Linked DNA regions of Mus musculus: all the other regions are linked to region 4. A link is a contact called in public promoter capture Hi-C data. All regions are on one chromosome and are shown on one strand. Each heading gives the region's core, a stretch centred on a gene start, on an enhancer-like site or on the middle of the called end of the contact. The rest is flanking DNA. Distances are from core to core; before and after follow the strand shown. Region 1 has its middle 39 kb from the start of Gm52540. Region 2 has its middle 21 kb from the start of Gm52540. Region 3 holds the start of Nelfcd (negative elongation factor complex member C/D, Th1l). Region 4 holds the start of Pck1 (phosphoenolpyruvate carboxykinase 1, cytosolic).

Region 1 (3,438 bases), core at 361-2,860, 1.4 Mb after region 4:
GCAACAATATTCTACTTGCTAACTTGTGACACCTTGGAGAGAAGTCAGACCCTGTGGATTTATTTCTAAGTCCTATTCTGACCTGGAAGGTGGATGCTGTTTTTGGCCAGACAACTTCAAAGGAAGACCTTAAAGAAAAAGAGAGACACTAATACATCTGTTATACTCACAGACAGGTTTTCTCTGAGAAAATGTCAGTTCAGGGATCAGGAAATTTCCAGAAGGAAGCAAGCGTTTCCTCTGAACAGGCTGTTTTAGAGTCACTGAGGGATCTTATATAACCCTCCATTTTCTTGACTGGTACATCCTGAGTCCCTACTGTGTGCCATGAGATTACTGAACATTGTGAAAGATGACCTGTGGCTTTGTGGGCTTCTTCTTCCAGTAGGAAAGGCAGAGTCTTTATCCTAAAAGCCCTGGCAAGACTGAATGGCAGAGAGAGAGAGAGAGAGAGAGAGAGAGAGAGAGAGAGAGAGAGAGAGAGAGAGAGAGAGAGGCACTGAGCACAGTGGTATTCTTACCTAGGTTGTCTGCCTGCTGAGGATGTAAAGGGAGGAGGGATCTCACCTGGGTTGAGCAGTAAGACTTTCTCAGGAGGATGGACTGATGGACTGGCATCCACAGAAGCAGAGAATGTCTGTGCCTCTGCTAACCCCCTAGCTTCCCTTCTCCTGAAGTTGGGGGATGAAGTTGGGTTTAGAGTCTGGTGAGGATGTGGACTCAAGGCAGTGATGACGAAAAGACCACTGTGTGTCTCAGAATGTGTGCATAAAATATGTGGTCCTGAGCTTATTTGCATGGCTGTATGCACAGGCATGGGGTACCCAGAACTCCTCTGGGAGGTCTCAAATCTTCTTGCTGTTTGTGTGTTCTGTAAGTTAGTTTATAATGTGAATGTCACTCCTTTAGGTGGGGTGCAGCACACAACTTGAACATCCGCACAAAGCTTCCACACAGAACACCTCCACTGAGCTAGAGCAAAGTTGTGTGTGTCACAAGTGGAGGGAAACAGCGTGCGTCGCCCTGCTTCTCCTTAATTAGATGTCTGATTTCCCTAGCGATGTTAAATGTCAAAGGCAGTCTCAGCGTGTCCTGTTGCTCTTTAAGCCCCAAGTAAGGGCAGATGATTAATGAATATTCCAGAGTCACTGTGAATGCATAAAGAGTGGTACCCATATAGCCTCTGTTTGGATGGTCTGCTGCTGTTGAATGTCATTATCCTTCCTAAAGAGCTTTACTGTGGGTAGCTCATGGTTGTTATCCTCCTGCCTCAGCCTCTCTACTGCTGAGGCGGCAGGTATGGGCCACCACAACAGCCCCATTTATTTATTTTAAAACGAAATCTGGAACCTGGAGCCAGGGCTTCTAGGAGAAGCAGTGGGGTGGGACAGTGAGGTTCACTGGGTGTTCCTAGGAACTTCTGAGTAAGATTCGGAAGTCAGGGCACAAATCCTTCATTTATTCTTGTGTGTCCGGGAATGTGAAAGGCAGCCTCCAGTGTTGCTTCTCAGGCAAAGCTCTTCTCCACCACGCCCCTTGCCTGCCCCCAGCTGCTTGTTTGCTTTTTGAAACAACGTCTAGGTCATTGGCCTGGATTGAGTTAGGCTGGCTCCTGAGCAAGCTCCAAAGGCCTCCTCAGCACTGACACTGCAAAGTCAGCAACTGAGTTCCTACCAGCAGGCCTGGCTTTGCTATGTGGGTTTGTGGGTGGAGCTGAGGTTCTCCTGCTTATGTGGGAGGCAAGTTTCTAACTGACTTATCACCCCAGCCTCTGGTTGACTCTCCCAAGACTCAAAGGATGTAAGTCTCAGCAGATCACTACCCTAGACTAGAAAATGCCATGTTTTCTGACAGTCTAGAGAAATGTGGCCGCTCAAGGCATGTCTTGTCCATAGAGTGTGCTTTGTTCAGTCAGAGTACCATTTCCACAGGTCAGTAGTGATGTCAGATGGGACCCTGGCCTCCGAGGGACTTCCCCTGAGCTTGTCTTCACTGAACTGTGGTCCACAGGAGACAAGTCAACTCCAATAGCCAGTCTTAGAGCTTCATGGTAACTTAGTTTTAGGCAGCAGTGCCAAATCTTTGCTAAATCTGAATTTCGAATTTATTCTCCATCAGTAGACACAGTCAGCTACAAACTGAAATTTTATATTTCAACTTTAAGCTAAGGTATATACCTGCCAATTGAGAGTTAACAAACAAATTGACAACAACAGGAAGGAGATCTGATGAACTGAAACAGGAACCAACGAGTCATAGACCCACCAAAAGTGCTCAAATACTGTCCTTCAAAGTGGGTAAGGGCTGCAGGAACAGACAGTGTGGACCCCAGTGTACAGCTGGGTCCCTCCCGGGGACTCCTGCCTGCCTGCCTGTGCATCTGCTGTTAGCATACTGGACTCTCGTCACTGTGGTGAACAATTTTTCAGTGCATCTTTTTCTTGGAGCCTGCATTAGTTATTTTGTTTCTTTGTGAGAGAAAACCTGTCAGGAGCAACTTGCAGGAGGAAAGGTTTGCTGGGGCTGACTGGATCATGCTGTGAAGAGGTGGCGGCTGGGCCAGCTCTGTCTTTGGAGCTTGTGGAACATCATGTCCACATTCTGGCTGTTCAGAAAGCTTGAAACCTATCTTGGCTTTATGTGAAATGATAGCATCTTAAGCAATTATGCTACCAAATGGAAAATTGCATAAAACACAACACAAAATACTAGAATCCTCAAACACTACAAAACCCTAACCTGCAAAGATGAGAGTATTCTTTACTTTAATAGTGATGAGACTGTTTCGGAAATAAGACAGGAAATTAGCGATTAAGCAGATTAAGATTAGCTAGGCCCCCTTTGGCTGAGACTGATGATGTCAGTCTTGTTGTTACATCATTTCTAGATGGTGTCTCCACTCTGCACATCTCAAGATCAAGACGAGCTCTGCCCTGAGGAAATCTTGCCTCCAGGTATGGTCATACCCAAAAGTGGGAATTCAAAATCTCCTTGTTTGCCTAAACCAAGTCAGCAGACAGCCATGATTTTTCTATTCTTGCTACGATGCTTGTCTAAATGATGCATCGAGCTGGACGTCTCCCCTGAATTATTTCCCATTTTCTTGTAGTTTTCAAGAGGTTAAATTAATCTTATTTTATTTTTTTGTGCTGCTAAGGTTTGAACCCAGGGTCTTGACAAGCAGTAGGGAAACCATGCACCGCTGGGACACATTCCTATCCTTTTCCAAATATTTTATTTTGAGACAGAGCCTTCCTAAGTAGCTGAAGCTGGCTACAAACTTGCATCCTTGTGGATGCAGTCTTCTGAGAGTCAGCCACTCGGATACTTCCAGATAAACCCGACAATTATGTATTTCTTGGGAGTAGATAAATAATCCTTTCTTTTAAGGTAAAGGCTTGGGACCAACAAGATGGCTCAGCATGTAAAGGTGCCACC
Region 2 (3,296 bases), core at 86-2,585, 1.3 Mb after region 4:
CCCCAGCAGAGTAGAAAGTGGAGGTGGCTGTGGCCCAGGGTCTGTCCAGTGCTTAACTCCAAACAGTGACAGTGTGAAGCATGTTACAGAGATGCAGACCTCGGTCAGTGTGAGGCATGGCACAGAGATGCAGAACTTGGTTCTACAGAGGATGGAAGCAAGAAAATAGACATTGTTTTAAATATTTTACTTTTTAAAAAAAAATAGATATTTTCTTTATTTACATTTCAAATGTAAATCCTTTCCTGGTTTCTCCTCCGAAACCCCCTATCACCCCTTCCTCTGCTCACTAACACACCTACTCCTGCTTCCTGGTCCTGGCATTCCCCTACACTGGGGCATCAATCCTTCAGAGGACCAAGGGCCTCTCCTTCCATTGATGTCCAACAAGGCCATCCTCTGCTACATATGTGGCTAGAACCATGGGTCCCTCCATATGTACTCTTTGGTTGGTGGTTTAGTCCCTGGGAGCTCTGGGGGTACTGGTCGGTTCATATTGTTGTTCCTCCTATGGGGTTGCAAACTAATTTATATATTAATGATTGTAGGAGGTCAAGATGTTCCAGCAGGCAAAGTTGCTTGCTACCAATTCTGAAGACTCGAATTTGATTGCTATGACCCACCTTGTGGAAGAAGAGAACGGATTCCTGTACTCTTGTGTTGATATGTACATGCTGATATATTTACATGTGCACACACATGTGCACCACACACACACACACACACACACACACACACACACACACACGAAATATTATAGAAACATGATTCACACACACACACACACACACAAACACACGAAATATTATAAAAACATGATTTTAGGCCTGACAGATGCCTCGGGAGTTAAGAGTTCCCACTGCTTTTCGAGGGGATGTGGGGCTTCAAGCGCCCACATGATAGCTCACAGTTATCTGTAACTTCAGTTTCCAGAGATCTGATGTCCTCGACTGGCCTCCGTGGATGCCTTTATGCATCTCTCCCTCTCCCTCTCCCTCTCCCTCTCCCTCTCCCTCTCCCTCTCCCTCTCCCTCTTCCTCCCTCTCCCTCCCTCTTCCTACCTCTCCCTCTCTCCCTCCCCTCTCTCTCACACACACACACATGAATAAAATTTACAATCACATAAAATTATCTATATGAATAGGCTAATGTTTACCATTTCCACACATGTGCAGTGCATAGTGTTAAATGTTTTTATTTCCTTACGAGTTTGCTGCTATTACTTTTCCTCATTACTGAGGAATAAACCCCAAGCCTTACACTACAAGGCAGGTGTACTCCACCGCTGAGCTGCACCCAGATCCTCCAAGTTGCCACTGAAAGAAATCTAAACCCTCTCTAGCATTCTGAAGCCAATGGAACATTGGTCTGTAGGCACCCAGGAGACTAAGTCTGGCCCTCCTGACCCTATCTGATTGTAACTCAGTACCCACTGACAAATCTTCCATTCAACTCTCAGCGTCAACGAACTATTTTTCTTTTTAAAAAGTATTCCTACACAAGTGAGATCATCAGGTGTTTGTCTTCTGTGGCTGGCTGGTTTCACTGAACCTAACGCTCTCCGCTTATAGCTATGTGCTTGCAAATGGCAGGATTCACTTCGTCTTTTATTGCCAAATAGTATTCCAGTAAGAAGACTAAAGCAAACCTATTGATCATTAGAATTGCTCAACATTTAAAAAAATACTAGGTCTCTGTAACTCTGGCTGTCAATGAAGCTAGTATACTCCTCAGACTGGCCTCAAACTTGCTACCCTCCTGCCTCAGCCTCTTCAGTGCCAGGATTACAGGTCTGTGTTTTATATGTAGTTTAAGATTATTTATTTATCGTGCACGTGGGTGGGCATGTGGGTGGAAGCCAGACAGTAGCTTGCAAAAGTCTGTTTTCTCCTTCCATTGTGTTGGTCTTGGTGACTAAACTCAATCTGCTAAGCTTGGTGGCAAGTGACTATTGGATAAGCTACCTCCATGTCTGCCATTTTTATAAAATGACAACCTTAAAGAACTCTGATATCGCAAAGGGCTGGCATTTCAGGGAACCTTCTCAATACATAGCAGGTATGCAAGGCCAGTAATCGTAAGCACTGGACACTGGGCAGAAACTATTGACAGGTACAAAACACTTGAAAAGATACCTACCAGGGCTAGGCTTGGTGGTTCACGCCTTTAATCCTGGCAATTCTGAGAAGCAGAGGCAGGAAATTCTCTGCGGCAGAGCTTTGAGCTAACCTAGTCTATGAAAAGAGTTGCAAGCCAGCCAGGCCTATATAGTGAGGCACCTCCCTACCCCACTCACACCCCGAGCTGCCAAATCTATCAATGGGTCCTGGGAGTCAATCGGCTGATTTCACTGAACATAAAGCTCAGTGCTTGCCTAACGTGTACGAAGGCTGGCATTCATCACTAGGACTATATAAATCAGATGTAGTGGCACAAACCTATCAGCCTAGCCTTCAGGAAGTGGAGGCAGGAAAATCAGAAATTCAAAGTTATCCCTGGTTACATAGGTTGGAGGCCAGCCTGGGTTATATGGTACTCTGTCTCAAAACATGAAAGAAAAGACTGCTGTTAATAGTCTACGGCTACCCTGACACATGCCTCGGATGGCTAATGCTCTTCTGAACGGAAATAAAAGGCACACATCTATGAGTGTTCCCAGAGGATTTTACTGAGGAGAGAAGATCCATCCTGCTTATGGGTAGCACCTCACCTTTCCGTGGCCTTTGGTCCCAGCTAAATAAAAAGGAAAAAACAAATAAGAAAACCAGCTGGCACCAGCATTCATCTCTCTGTGTTTCCTGACTGTGGATGCATGTGGGGAAACTGCCTCACACTCCGGCCACCATGAGTTCCACACAATGGAACCCTAAAACTATGAGCCAACAAACCCTTCCTTCCTACAAAAAGTAATAAAATACGGCACTATGAAAACAGGATCGCAAGACATTTCTGCTTCCTGCGTCATAATCCTATGTCTGAGGAGAAAAGGGGTCCCTGCAGGGAGCACGGAGCTTGGAGTGGGACATTCTAATTCTGATATGTTAGGGAGAGCGCTTTCAACCCTGCGTAGCACCCTCTTGTGTAAAGCTGAGGTTGCGGTACCTCCCTCACAGGGCTCAGCTGAGGGGCTGAAGTGACACTTGGACTTGGACCGGACTGGATCTCGATGACACTCATCTGTTACATAGGATGGCAATTTTATTTTCCTGAGTTTTTTGGGATACTTAAAGACAGACATTCTTCATTCATGTTGTGGTTCTAATAGTTATGGGTGTGGACCTGGGAGCTGCCTGCTC
Region 3 (3,060 bases), core at 113-2,612, 1.3 Mb after region 4:
AAGTAGCCTCTTACCAGACCATTCCTTGCCTTTCCACCTTCCTCCTCACTCCCTGCAACTCTGGTTTCCTCCCTCCTCTCCATAAGTCCTCTTTGGGTGTAGCAAATAGCTAGACATTCCAGATATATCTGTTCCATCACTTTCCTTAAACAAAAATCCAGATGAACTTTTATAATAACTAATTCCTGCTGACTACCTGCTAACTCTGTGTCTAGTGCTTCAATGTGCCATCGGACTAAAGCCTTGCAAGTGGTTGTCACCTTGGGTGGCTCTGGCATCAACTACAATGCAGGGTGCCACAAGCTCTGGTGGGGGACTTTCTTCACCAGGTTATTTGGAATGGAAAGAGCCACCCTGAGCATCTTGGGAAAGTCTCTTCTATCATTACAGACTATTTACTTTGGTTATCCAGTATTATCATTTCTCCCCTTTGTTTGCAGGCTAGCTCCCTCGGATCATGGGTGGCAAAGTGGCAAGGATCTCGTCCCTGAGTACGTCACTGTACTCCAGGTGTTATCAATGATCCAGGCACTTAGGAGTTATTCAACAAACACTTGTCAAATGATGGAAGGAAGGAAGAAGTAAAATAGCATTCCAACAGCTCTGCAGACAGTGCCTGAGGACTGTACTACATGGCTGGCTCTTTTCTCTAGCCTCTCCTCACTGTCTGCATCCAGAGCCCATGGTGTTAACCTCCCCGATCGATGATTTGGGGCCACCTGCCAGGAGGCCTCTCCAGGTATCTTCAGTCTAGGTGTTCAGTGGGTCCACTTTTCCAGAGCCCAGTCATGGCTTTTGTAGGCTGTAGGGCCTCCTCCACTGGAAATATGTTTTATATCTCGCTCTGCAATGCACCGAGTACTTTTTGCCCATAGTAAAAGAAATCCGAACATTTCTGTGATACCTGCTCGGTTGGCAGCTGCACTGTCCAGGCAAAGCTTAAGCTCACTGAAGGTTCGAGGTTTTTATAGCAACTGGAAGCATGCTTGCACTTCCGAGTGAGACCCTGTCTTTTTTTTTTTTTTTTTTTTTTTTGAGACAGGGTTTCTCTGTATAGCTCTGGCTGTCCTGGAACTCACTTTGTAGACCAGGCTGGCCTCGAACTCAGAAATTCGCCTGCCTCTGCCTCCCGAGTGCTGGGATTAAAGGCGTGCGCCACCGCGCCCGGCGAGACCCTGTCTTAAAAAGGAGAAAAGGTAACTTGGAAGTGTTCTGGGCAGACATAAAGCTGTGACTCAAGCCATCTTGCTCATGAGAGATCCTACAAGGTGTTTCCCCGCCCAGCAGGCCAAAGACTAGGCCACGCCTCCTCTGTAACCACGCCCCTTTCCAACTCCGCCTCTCTAGCCTTGCCTGAGGCCCAGAACCGCGCACGCGCTCTTCCATTTGTTGTGTCCGGCGCACGCGCAGTGAGGAGACGCGGCAGATATGGCGGGTCCGGCGCCGGGTACAATTATGGGAGAAGACTACTTCGGGAATGCCTCAGAGTGGGGCGAAGAGGCAGACGGCGGCCAGGTGAGAGGGCCGTAGGCGTTCCGCCAGGAAGCCGGGTTTGTGTCCTGTCCTCGCGGCTCCTGCTCCGGCCAGACCCGGGTACGGGGACCCGTGACCCTTGACTCCCTGACCTCCGACCCCGGACCCTAGCAAAGCGGGTCCAGGAACTGCACTCAGGGCTTCGGGCCGGTCCTGCCCCGTTAGGGACCTCAGTTTCCCATGCATTCCGATTCCCAGTGACACCTGGGGCTGATCTCTGCGAAGCAGAAGCCATGGTGCCCGAGGGGGCAGGACAGACTCTAAGGGAGAAGTGGACCACAGTGATACAGTGAACAAACTAACTCCAAACTCCAGCAGCATTCTGGGGTTGGGAAAACACTCTCCGGTGCTGGACAGACCAAACTTTTTTTTCCACTTTTGGGTGATTTCATTCATCCTTAGAGTACAGGACAGGAAAGATCTCGTAGCCCCGACTGTCCAAGATTTGGGTGAGAGATGGGGAACGGGTATCGTTCAGTGTCCCCCCAAACACCAGGGTTAGGAAATCAGAAGTCCACCCAGCTGTATGACTGACTTAAGCCTCCCATATCCTTCTGGACAGTGAGTAGGGGCCCTGGAATTTGGCTTTTCTACAGGAAGTGAGATGAGCTTTGAATGAATATGGGATGCAGTGAGGTATACCAGTGGAGTGGTCAGTGGTGCAGTGAGGGTGATGGAGGAAAGGTGAGGGGTTTCTGGAACCGAGTGAGGGAAGCCCTCCGTGGTTGGTTGGTTGGTTGCTGGACCAGGAGCTGTCAGTCATCAGTTGCAGCTTCCAGGGGTCCTATAGAGCTAGCTGCTGACCAGTAGGACATAAGACCCTGGGCATCTGTTTGTATGCTAGAGCATACTACATCACTTGGGAACTCGGAGGTGGATATATAGAGTTGGATTTAGCTAATTTGGATGTTGGGCTAAGTGCTTTTGTGTGGTATCGCAGGCTAGGCGCTAGAGCAGCAGTTCTCAACCTGTGGGCTGTGACCCTGTGGGGGTCATATCAGATATCTTGCATATTCACATTGTGATTCCTAACAGTAGCAGATGACAGTTATGAAGTAACAACAAAAGTAATTTTACAGGTGGAGTTCACCACAGCATGAGGAACTGTGTTGAAGGGTTGCAGCATTAGGAAGGCTGAGAACCACTGTTCTAGAGTTTGAATTGAGTGTTATTCATAAGTAAAATAAGGCAGAAAGACTCAGCCACCTGCCCAGGGCATAAGGAAGGAAAGAAGACTCAGAGTGATGTCCTTTGTGTCACTTAAGTGGCTCAGTAACTGAGGTGGTTCAGATTCAGTAAGAGTCGGGGATGGCTTAGCGAGTACTGTGCTTGCCACAGGAGCACTAGGTCCTGAGTTCAGAAACTATCATCCACATAAAAAGCTCTTGTCTGTAATCCAGCACCGGGGGATCCCTGGAGCCCCCTGGCCAGCCAGCTGAACCGTCCGTGTTACCGAGAGACCTTCAAAAAGGGGTGTGGAGAGTGACTGGAGAAGACACCCAACCTTGATCTCTAACATCTACACAC
Region 4 (3,517 bases), core at 836-3,335:
AGCAGTCCCTTTGAGACTTCTTCAAGATGAAGCAGTAGGAAGATGCCGTGGCTCACAGTGCCTCCCTGGGAAGGGGACAGAGGGCTGCCCAGTGAGGCCTCTTGCGGGCAAGAAATCACCAAAGACAAGGGAAGACCGGACCTCAAGATGTCCTCAGTTAGGGGTGAGGACACGCTAGCCAGCTTTGCCTGACTGTCCTCAGAATCCTGCTGTATGTCTCAGTTCTCCTAGAGGATCATGGACCCCCAGGTCATTTTGAAACCCAGTTTTGACAAGATCCAGCATAGTGTATGTGGGGATTTGGACTAATTGGAAGGTCGTGGGGACCCCTGCTCCTCCACCATCATTGGGCTACTATATCCCTCCCAGGAGGCCCACAGCAGAGGTACCTTGGATGTATGTAGAGTGATTAAAACTCCAGCTGAATTAATAGTCTCTCCTTTTTTTTTCCCAACTTAACCTTCCAGGGTTAAGTTGAAACAAACGGCAGTTTTAGCAGTGGAGTGGAGACTGGCCAAGACTCTCAGAGGAAGTGTGCACTGGAAAGGCTGGTTTAGCCCGTGCCTGATATGGAGACACTGAGCAGGACACTCTGGCTGGGTTGACAGCCTATAGTTTACATAGGGTGAGGCCACCCTTCATGAGCAGTCTCAGTGACCTGAAGAGGAAGCCACTTCTTCTGTACCGACACGGAAGGTCCAGTGGACGGACCCCCAGAATGCTGGCAGTTGGGGTGCAGGAGGCAGTAGCTCTTCACACAGCTTTGCAGAGTGAGTCAAGCCCCCATAGTTCAGGCCAAAAGCACTCTGTTTGGGATGGCTCTCACAGTGCCTCAAATCTGACACAAGTCTTAGTAAGCAGAGTCACAAAGTTGCCTGTCACCATCCTCCTGCCTACAGGGAAGTGGGCCATGTCTCTGCCCCTTACTCTGAGGCCAGCTGTGGGAGCCGGGCCTGCCCATGGGCTCTCTCCCATTGACTTCTCACTCACTTCTGAACTCCGACAAGCAAGCTCTCAGCTCGCTCAATTGGCATGAAGGTCTGTGGCTCGCAGAGAAGTCTTTACAACTGTGGTAAAGGTCTTGTTGCTCAAGTGCCACCCAGCAGCACGGCCAAGCCCCCTCCCCTCCTTTCTCCAGACACTTGGGCATTCAAGACGATTCCAGGCAGCTCCAAGGGTGATGGTGTCTAACGCAGAACTTCTTGAAGAAGACACTGAAGGGTCTACAACAGACAGCAGTCCTCCCAAGGGACCCCACAGTCCTCTGTAGCCCAGCCTGCCTGATGCATACTCTTCTGGCTCTCGCCAGCCGGCTGGGACCTGTTTAGTGACCTTTCTGCCTCAGTTTCCTGGTCTGTACCCGGGATCATCAGAGTTCCATTTCAAGAGGTAGTAATGAATGATATGACAGAAAACATTTAGAGCAGGGGTCAGTATGTACGTATGAGTGATTACTGTGAGTCAGGTATTGTCCTGTCAGAACAAAGCTTACAGCCACTCCTAATCTCTGCAGTGTTCATCTTGGGATGGCCAGAGAATCCACCACACACCTAGTGAGGTAACACACCCCAGCTAACTCAGCAGGTACAGACATTATCTAGAAGTCTCATGGCTCAGAGCTGAATTTCCTTCTCATGACCTTTGGCCGTGGGAGTGACACCTCACAGCTGTGGTGTTTTGACAACCAGCAGCCACCGGCACACAAAATGTGCAGCCAGCAACATATGAAGTCCAAGAGGCGTCTCGGCTAGGCCTGCCCTTGACCCCCACCTGACAATTAAGGCAAGAGCCTGCAGTTTGCATCAGCAACAGGCAGGGTCAAAGTTTAGTCAATCAAATGTTGTGTAAGGACTCACTATGGCTGATAGAGGGGCCTGAGGCCTCCCAACATTCATTAACAACCACAAGTTCAATCATTATCTCCCTGGAGTTTATTGTGTTAAGTCAGTTCCAAACCGTGCTGACCATGGCTATGATCCAAAGGCCTGCCCCTTACGTCAGAGGCGAGCCTCCGGGTCCAGCTGAGGGGCAGGGCTGTCCTCCCTTCTATATAGTATTTAAAGCAAGGAGGGCGGGCTACCAAGCACAGTTGGCCTTCCCTCTGGGAACACACCCTCGGTCAACAGGGGAAATCCGGCAAGGCGCTCAGCGATCTCTGATCCAGACCTTCCAAAAGGAAGAAAGGTAGGCAGGGTCATTTCATTCACCTCTCCAAAAATACAATGAGGGGCCCACTCATGTTCTTTACCCTGACAGCCATGGCTCCCTAGCCACTTGCAACCCATGCAAAGTCTACGGAAGGACCGAGAAGGGGCCCATGGGTGCTCCATGGTGTTCATGAGTCCCTTTTTCTGTTTCAGGTGGCACCAGAGTTCCTGCCTCTCTCCACACCATTGCAATTATGCCTCCTCAGCTGCATAACGGTCTGGACTTCTCTGCCAAGGTCATCCAGGGCAGCCTCGACAGCCTGCCCCAGGCAGTGAGGAAGTTCGTGGAAGGCAATGCTCAGCTGTGCCAGCCGGAGTATATCCACATCTGCGATGGCTCCGAGGAGGAGTACGGGCAGTTGCTGGCCCACATGCAGGAGGAGGGTGTCATCCGCAAGCTGAAGAAATATGACAACTGGTGAGTCCCCTCAGCCCTAACTCTCTGGCCCACAGCCTCCCTAACTCTATCTTCTTAGCGTTTGGAGAATGAAGACCTTGCCGTAGCAAACACCTGAGAAGCTTAAGAGATGCCCTGTGAGGTTAGCATAGCCAGCCACTAGATTCTGGATAACTATACAAAGCAACTCCTTTCCCCAGGGCCAGGTCACAGTCTAGCTAATGTCCACCTGGTCAAGCTCCTGTTGTCCTTGTTTCCCGCAAGGCTTGGAAGGACCTGGCGTGGGCAAGAGAGGTACATCCCCGAGGATACCTTGCTGAAGGAGTCCCTGTGACTTTTTCAGTTGGCTGGCTCTCACTGACCCTCGAGATGTGGCCAGGATCGAAAGCAAGACAGTCATCATCACCCAAGAGCAGAGAGACACAGTGCCCATCCCCAAAACTGGCCTCAGCCAGCTGGGCCGCTGGATGTCGGAAGAGGACTTTGAGAAAGCATTCAACGCCAGGTTCCCAGGGTGCATGAAAGGTGGGTGAGACCAGACCCCAGGCCTGACAGTGTGCTGTGTACATAGTTCATGTTCCTAATGGCGACCTGAGCTGCAAAGCGTGGCCCACGTGTGAAGTGCACTGTCTGGTTCTGTTTCATGGGTGGTGACACACAGGAATATTAAAATGTTCTCTGCAAGTCCTGGTGGCTCAGGCCTGTCAGCCCAGACACGGAAGCCGAGGCAGGAGCATTCCAAGTTTCTGCCAGCCTGAGCAATTTACACTTGGTCTCAAAAGAAAAACTCAAAAGGTAGCTGTAGCTATGGTTCCGTGGTAGAGTGTTTGCCTAGAATTTCCAAGGCCCTGGGTTCAATCCTTAATAGACAAAATAGAAAATACATAAAATGCTTCCCACCCATGTGGATGTT

Evidence for each region. Promoter capture Hi-C pulls out the DNA fragments that hold promoters and counts their contacts.
Region 1: a promoter capture Hi-C map of liver shows a contact between it and region 4, with 2.6 times the contacts expected there. The contact joins the enhancer-like site here to the promoter of Pck1 in region 4. A contact is called at or near these places in 7 of 39 promoter capture datasets (the 3T3-L1 cell line, 3T3-L1-derived adipocytes, cranial neural crest and 3 more).
Region 2: a promoter capture Hi-C map of liver shows a contact between it and region 4, with 2.9 times the contacts expected there. The contact joins the enhancer-like site here to the promoter of Pck1 in region 4. A contact is called at or near these places in 7 of 39 promoter capture datasets (the 3T3-L1 cell line, hippocampal neurons, liver and 2 more) and 1 of 9 other capture datasets (embryonic stem cells).
Region 3: a contact with region 4 is called in a promoter capture Hi-C map of embryonic stem cells, with 2.6 times the contacts expected there. The contact joins the promoter of Nelfcd here to the promoter of Pck1 in region 4. A contact is called at or near these places in 3 of 39 promoter capture datasets (embryonic stem cells, liver and pre-B cells), 1 of 484 Hi-C or Micro-C datasets (B cells) and 1 of 9 other capture datasets (embryonic stem cells).

What each region holds. Positions count from the first base shown.
Region 1 is chr2:174,515,646-174,519,083 of GRCm38.p6, forward strand. No RefSeq gene overlaps it. Among named protein-coding and RNA genes, the nearest start is that of Gm52540, 39 kb to the left of the region's middle. Within about 2 kb of position 1,611, at least 34 of the 459 cell types and tissues checked have an H3K27ac peak or open chromatin away from gene starts, as enhancers often do. A contact at or near this core is called in liver, where this site is marked.
Region 2 is chr2:174,497,931-174,501,226 of GRCm38.p6, forward strand. No RefSeq gene overlaps it. Among named protein-coding and RNA genes, the nearest start is that of Gm52540, 21 kb to the left of the region's middle. Within about 2 kb of position 1,336, at least 2 of the 459 cell types and tissues checked have an H3K27ac peak or open chromatin away from gene starts, as enhancers often do. A contact at or near this core is called in liver, where this site is marked.
Region 3 is chr2:174,414,442-174,417,501 of GRCm38.p6, forward strand. Nelfcd (negative elongation factor complex member C/D, Th1l) reads left to right here and starts at 1,363. Exons shown (of 15, transcript NM_020580.3): 1 at 1,363-1,515. The coding sequence starts at 1,429.
Region 4 is chr2:173,150,988-173,154,504 of GRCm38.p6, forward strand. It overlaps Pck1 (phosphoenolpyruvate carboxykinase 1, cytosolic), which reads left to right and starts at 2,086. Exons shown (of 10, transcript NM_011044.3): 1 at 2,086-2,184; 2 at 2,361-2,625; 3 at 2,948-3,129. The coding sequence starts at 2,402.